2 separate regions of the Sus scrofa genome follow, and region 2 is linked to region 1. Evidence: chromatin contacts called from public Hi-C data. All regions are on one chromosome and are shown on one strand. The core of a region is the stretch at or near the end of the contact, and the rest is flanking DNA. Distances in the headings are between cores, read along the strand shown. Region 1 overlaps FOXP1 (forkhead box protein P1). Region 2 overlaps FOXP1 (forkhead box protein P1).

Region 1 (2,909 bases), core at 296-2,795:
CTTCCACTGGGAACGGGAAGCCTCAGCTCCCCAGAGTGGATGCAGTGCTCCTTTCAGACACTTCCAGTGAGCTGACAAGAATCACCCCCACCCCCACCCCTGCTGCTTTACATGACAGAAAAGGGAGCGAGTTCAGGCAACAGCTTCATCTAGTGCACTTTTGAGTAGCTTTGCCTCGTTGAAGACCATATGCTGAGCTTGTCAAAGTCATCTGCCCGTTTCAGCCATTCTTGTTTTAGGAACGTTAACTCTCTGTATTGGGGAAGCAGTGTCACAGGCAAACAGCCGTGCTGGGCTTCTACCAAATGTCCCTCCTCCTTTGTCATGTTCTGGGGGCATTGGGTGGCACTTTATTGTTATCAGTATTACAGGGTCCCCAGCCTCAGTGTAAACGGAGCATCCTGTATGTATCAGAGACCTTTCCAGCTAAGGAGCCAAGAGGATGAGCCCCATAGAGTTCTGATCACACCAGTATTTCTCAGTGTATTTCTAATGGGAGCTAGAGAGATGGGGAGCTTTGGGAAAGCCTAGAGATGGAAGCTGGGATCTGCAAGTGTCCGAGAATTCAGGAAGAAAGGCATGGGAAAGGAAATGGGCTGAAAAGGAGCCAGGAAAAGTTGCCTCATCATTTGACATTACTCTGGTGGCCGAAAGGTAAGTGGCTACTCTCGGGTCACTTGCAACACGGTGGGCACATGACTGCCAAGTTTTGCAGTTTAAGGACTAATAAAGTGAGAATGTGGGTAATACTGGAAGAAGGTGCTTTTCAGGGAGAGATCCCTGGGAGATCCTCCCAGCTAGAGTGACCACGTGAGTGGGTTCGTTCTTTTTTGTTTGTTCTGTTTTTGTTTTTTGCGTTTTGCGGCACATGGAAATTCCCAGGCTAGGGATCAAATCAGAGCTGTAGCTGCTGGCCTACGCCACAGCCACTGCAACACCAGATCTGAGCCGCATCTGGGACCGACACCACCACTCATGGCAGTGCCAGATCCTTAAACCACGGGGAGAGGCCAGGGATTGAACCTGCGTCCTCATGGATGCTAGTCGGGTTCGTTACCACTAAGTGGCAACGGGAACTCCTGAGTTCATTCTTGAGTGTCTTTGTTTCTGGGTCAACATGCCCACAGGAAAGTTGAATTCTGGAGCTCCTTTGCGGGTCTTTTCTATGTGCACCCAGAGTGTTCGCCATTGCACATAGAATGATAAGAATATAGGAGCTGCAGTGAGATACAGATTTGATTTTATTTAGTTCCCACACTGGTCCATGGTGTTCATTCCATATGTATTTAGAGAACAATGACCATAAATAGCTACTCTTCGGTGCTAAGAGCCAGCATGTATGCAAGACAGATGAAGTGCTTGCCTTCATGGAGTTGATATTTTGATATTTTGTCCCCAACTGAAATGCACAGAGTCGAGATGATTCTGACTAGTTTTGTCTATTGCCTAAACGTTCCCAGAAAAACCAAACAAAATGTTTCGCCACAGCTTGGAACCGCCAGGAGCCAGATGTGGCCACGGGAAGAATATCTCCGAGAGCTTGTCATCTGGCTCCAGCTGTGCTAACCTAGGCCTGGTCGTCAGCCACAAGTTGTGTCTGCCAACTGGTGGCCAGACACGACTGCAGGTTTAAACAATTAGCGGAATCCCTCACCCGGTGGCTGGATTCACTGTGTGTGTCCTAAGGTTACCAGCCACCCTCCAGACCAGGAGCCTCTGTGGTCCCAGGCAGAAACACCCACAAGAGGACCAGAAATCAGCCCCTGGGGAAAACAGCCGAGGCCTTCTTAGATTAGAACATGGAGAGGGATGCAGGGGAAACCACTGTCAGCAAGAAAAGAGACATAAACCAGACATGGTCCCCACCATGTGAGTCTTGATTCCAACCAAGCTCTTGCCTGACTCGGGATCCCTGCTTCTAACCTGCCCCTGCAAAAAAGCAGAGAGAGGAGTTGGCCTGTGGGTTTTCTCTTTTCCCAGTGACAGTTATTTTTCACCATTGTCTCTTTCTGAGACCCATTTATGATGAGCTATGTTGATTTAACCTAAAACGCAAAGTGTTTTTTTTGTTTGTTTTGTTTTTTGTTTTTTGCTTTGCTTTTGAGGGCATATGGAGGTTCCCAGGCTAGGGGTCCAATCAGAACTGTAGCTACCGTCCTACAGCAAGACCACAGCAACATGGGATCTGAGCTGCATCTGCAACCCACACCACAACTCATGGCAATGCTGGATCCTTAACCCACTGAGCGAGGCCAGGGATTGAACCCGCAGCTTCATGATTCCTAGTCAGATTTGTTTCTGCTGCACCACAATGGGAACTCATCCAGGTGAGGTCTTAATTCCCACCTTCGAAAGCAATTGGCTGACTCCGGATGCACCACAACTTTTTCAGACATCTCTTGTACCCGCTGGCCCAAATATGTTTATACATAAATACAAAGCTTCAGCCTACCTGCTGGGAACGATTTATAAAATGTGGAGTCCCTGGCTTAATGGAGCAGGCAGTCTCTGCTGTCCTGTGGGAATATGATGATTTTGATCACTCATAATCGTGCACATTCCCGATACCACAGTCGTGGCTCAGTAAATGTAGAATGAGCAGAATAAGGAAAACTTCTGGGCAGCCTGCTAATGTTTAAGGACAGTGACGAAAAATGAGTGAGGTTATTTCAAATAACGAATGAGGGATACAGTCTACACGTTAGAGCAAAAACGGAAATAAAGGTTTAATTGGAATAATTTGAAGATTCTTTTTTGATGTCCACCTCTAGTGTCTGATGATCACAGGAAACAGAATAGCAGAGAGGAAGCTTTCAAAAGGGGGATTCTTTTGAGCCTACACACATAGATCTGTGGGGAAACATCTTTTTCACCATGAAGTTCTGAGTGGTTTATCAAAGAAGCCCCCC
Region 2 (2,909 bases), core at 286-2,785, 180 kb before region 1:
CAGCCGATGTGCTTTTTGAACCGGGTTCAGCATTGTCAGAAAGTTATTCACAGGAGTCGGTGATGGAGCCCGCTCCACCCACTTCTGTTCCCTTTCTATTTTGGTGCTCTTTGCAACAAAGGAAACTAAGTTGGTAAATTAGAGAAGGATTGAAGCGCTCACACATGCTCCCCTTCCTATCAGGTTGTGTAACCGATTAGGCAGAGGGGGCCTACTCTTCCTGGGGCACAGGGACCTGAAGGAACATGGGTTGCAAACCCCATGAGATGGCCTTGGCCATGGGCTCCCAGGTCTCCTGGCCTATCTGATTGAGCTACATTAAAAAATTTATAATGATATATGTATTGTATATATATTCTTATATACATACATGTGTATATGAGTGTGTATGAACACGTATACTTACATTATGTGGGTACATAGGATTCCAGGTATAGCATTCTAAAACCTAGGGAGAGCCAGAGGAGAAGACATTCAGTTTGAGTTTTGTGTCAGAGTCCTTGCAGGAAATAGGTGGCTTGTACCTCTTGTGGGTCTGAGAGAACATGGGGAGGGCTCATCGGGAAAGCTGGGGGAGAACAGCTGCATGGGAAGGGCTGCCTGGCAGGAGCTGTGATCTTTCGGAGTCAACTTCCAGTGCCTGGGTGGGGAGAGAGCCTGGTTGCTAAATGCCCCATCTTCTCTGTCCTTCTGAGATGAGACCTCCAGTTGCTGTGCCAGCTGGAAGTTAGAGGACAAGGGTACCCATTGATGCATCCCCACAGGGCTCCCTCCCAGGACACGGCAAGGTGGGAGGTTGAGGCAATACGGCAGATGGAGCATCTGGAGGAGCACGTGGAAAACCGTGCAGTGCATTTTGTTCTGTGAACTCCTTTGGGTATGACCCTGCCATACTCGCTCAGATGATCCCTGGGACAGGTGTGGGTGGGAACGGACTTCCCAGATCTTTAGGGTGGCTAGGGAGCAGTGCTTTCCAAAACGTGGTGCCTGGGCCAGTAGCACCAGCATCACGTGAGGACTTGCTGAAGATTTTCTGGCCCCACCCTGAACCTACCGAATTAGACATTCAGAGGGAGAGAGGGGCCCAGGAATCTGTATTTTATTAGCCCTCCCAGAGGAGAATCTGGTGCTTGGTCAAAATTGAGAACCACTGCTGGCTGTCTTGAGGCATTGGATGGTCAGCAAAGTATGTCACTTTGCAAAGATGGCCACTGTTGTCTTGCTTGGAACTGCCAGTGATGAGCATGTTGTCTGTATCAGTCCGCTGCTTGGCAGCTCTGCAGACTGCCAATCCTTTTTATTTTTAGACTAGGCACTCTTCAAAAGAAATGGAATAATGGATTACATGTAGGCCATGGGGGCTTATCCCCAAGGCAGTTCATGCCTTTAATTTCCAAGTGCTCCTCTCAACCATGCAGGGAAGTACCCGACAGGCCTCAGACTTTGGAGGTTGTTTTTGAAAAACAGATGCAAATACTGCCTGTGCTGTTGTTGTTTTCCCGGTGCCTGGCAGTGTTTGGTAAACAACTTGATTGCTAGGTCTTGGCCTCAGGGAACCACAGCTGCTCTTTCCAGCTCCCTGCAGACTTTTGTACCGAGCAAGGATTGCTTCAGGGAAAAATAAACAGGGGAGAACAAAACAAAAAAACATCACTGTTGTTTTGTGGCTGCCTCTACCTGTTTTCCTGGAGTTGTTTTGCAACCATGGTCCCTGAGCTTTGGTTTCTTATTGGTCCCATGACCCCCCGGGCTTCTGTCTCCATGGTTAGACCACAAAGTGGCCTCTGGTCTTGGAAAGCCCTGTGTAGTAGCCACTGGAAGGATCTATGCATTTTTAAATATGTAAATTGAAAACGGAGAAAGCTTCATTCTTTCTAATGACCCCCAAGATGGTAATCTGGCTTTTCAAATCTCCAGAAAAGCAGATTGAATATGGCACAATTAATGGTTCAGCACTTCTAGGCTTTTCTCTAAAATATCTTAATGGGCTTTTAATTTATTGCAGCTCCTTACTGGCAGGGTTAAGGCAGAGTTGCTGCTGACCCCCTGGGCCCAGGTGCTCTCTGGGGCTCTAGTGAAGTGGAAGAGAACAAAGGCCAGCTGGACCTTCAGCCATGACCTCCCAGGCTGAGCCCCTGGGGCTCCCTGGATTCCTGGCCTGAAGTGGTGCAGCCTCTTCAGAGGCAAGGATGCATCTTCATCAGCGATCCTTGGGGTATCTGGTAGAAATGCAGATTCCGGGGACCAGACTGAGAATCTCTGGACTCTGGGGGCAGGAATCTGCATTTCAACCCGGTACCTTCATTGCAGAGCAGGTTTGCAGTCAGCCTTGGTGACAGAGAGCCAGTGTGAACAAGTGGGCCTGGGTGGGGAGCAAGTGACAGTGTTATCCAACTTTTTTTTGAGACCTGCATGTCATTTTAAGGCATTTACTTTTCATTTACTCACAAGTTCTCCATTACTTTGGCCCCCCTTTCTTCTTAAATCAGGGGACCTTCTTCATGAAATCTTTTTCTTTGGGCCCCAAATGCATCTTTTCTGAATATCCTTGGAGAAGAGTGATAAAATTTTTTTTTGGCTCTGCCCATGGCCTGGCCTATGGAAGTTCCCCCAGGGCCAGGGATTGAACCCAGCTGCAGCTGCAGCCTATACCACTGTTGCAGCAATGCCAGATCTTAACTTGCTGCACCACAAGGTAACTTCCGAAAGGTGATAAATTTCTGTTTGTCTGAAAAGGTCTTTATTTCACTGTCATTTTTGAAAGGTAATTTTTCTGGGCATACCAATCTAGGTAGACAGTTTTTGCCTCTGGGTTGTGTTCTGGATATTTATTTGGATACTGTCTTCTGTTTTTGTTTTTTTTTCTTTTAAATTTCAGTTGCTATGTTTTTCAATTTTAGAGGTCAGAG

What was found. A called contact is a pair of places that touch in the nucleus more often than the background predicts.
Region 2: a Hi-C map of liver shows a contact between it and region 1, with 4 times the contacts expected there. The contact joins two enhancer-like sites. A contact is called at or near these places in 5 of 47 Hi-C or Micro-C datasets (embryonic fibroblasts and liver).

Annotation. Positions count from the first base shown.
Region 1 is chr13:52,703,082-52,705,990 of Sscrofa11.1, reverse strand. All of the region lies in intron 4 of FOXP1 (forkhead box protein P1), which reads left to right. Among named protein-coding and RNA genes, the nearest start is that of FOXP1, 270 kb to the left of the region's middle. Within about 2 kb of position 1,545, at least 5 of the 83 cell types and tissues checked have an H3K27ac peak or open chromatin away from gene starts, as enhancers often do. A contact at or near this core is called in liver, where this site is marked.
Region 2 is chr13:52,881,452-52,884,360 of Sscrofa11.1, reverse strand. The region is part of intron 2 of FOXP1 (forkhead box protein P1); the gene reads left to right. Among named protein-coding and RNA genes, the nearest start is that of FOXP1, 91 kb to the left of the region's middle. Within about 2 kb of position 1,535, at least 3 of the 83 cell types and tissues checked have an H3K27ac peak or open chromatin away from gene starts, as enhancers often do. A contact at or near this core is called in liver, where this site is marked.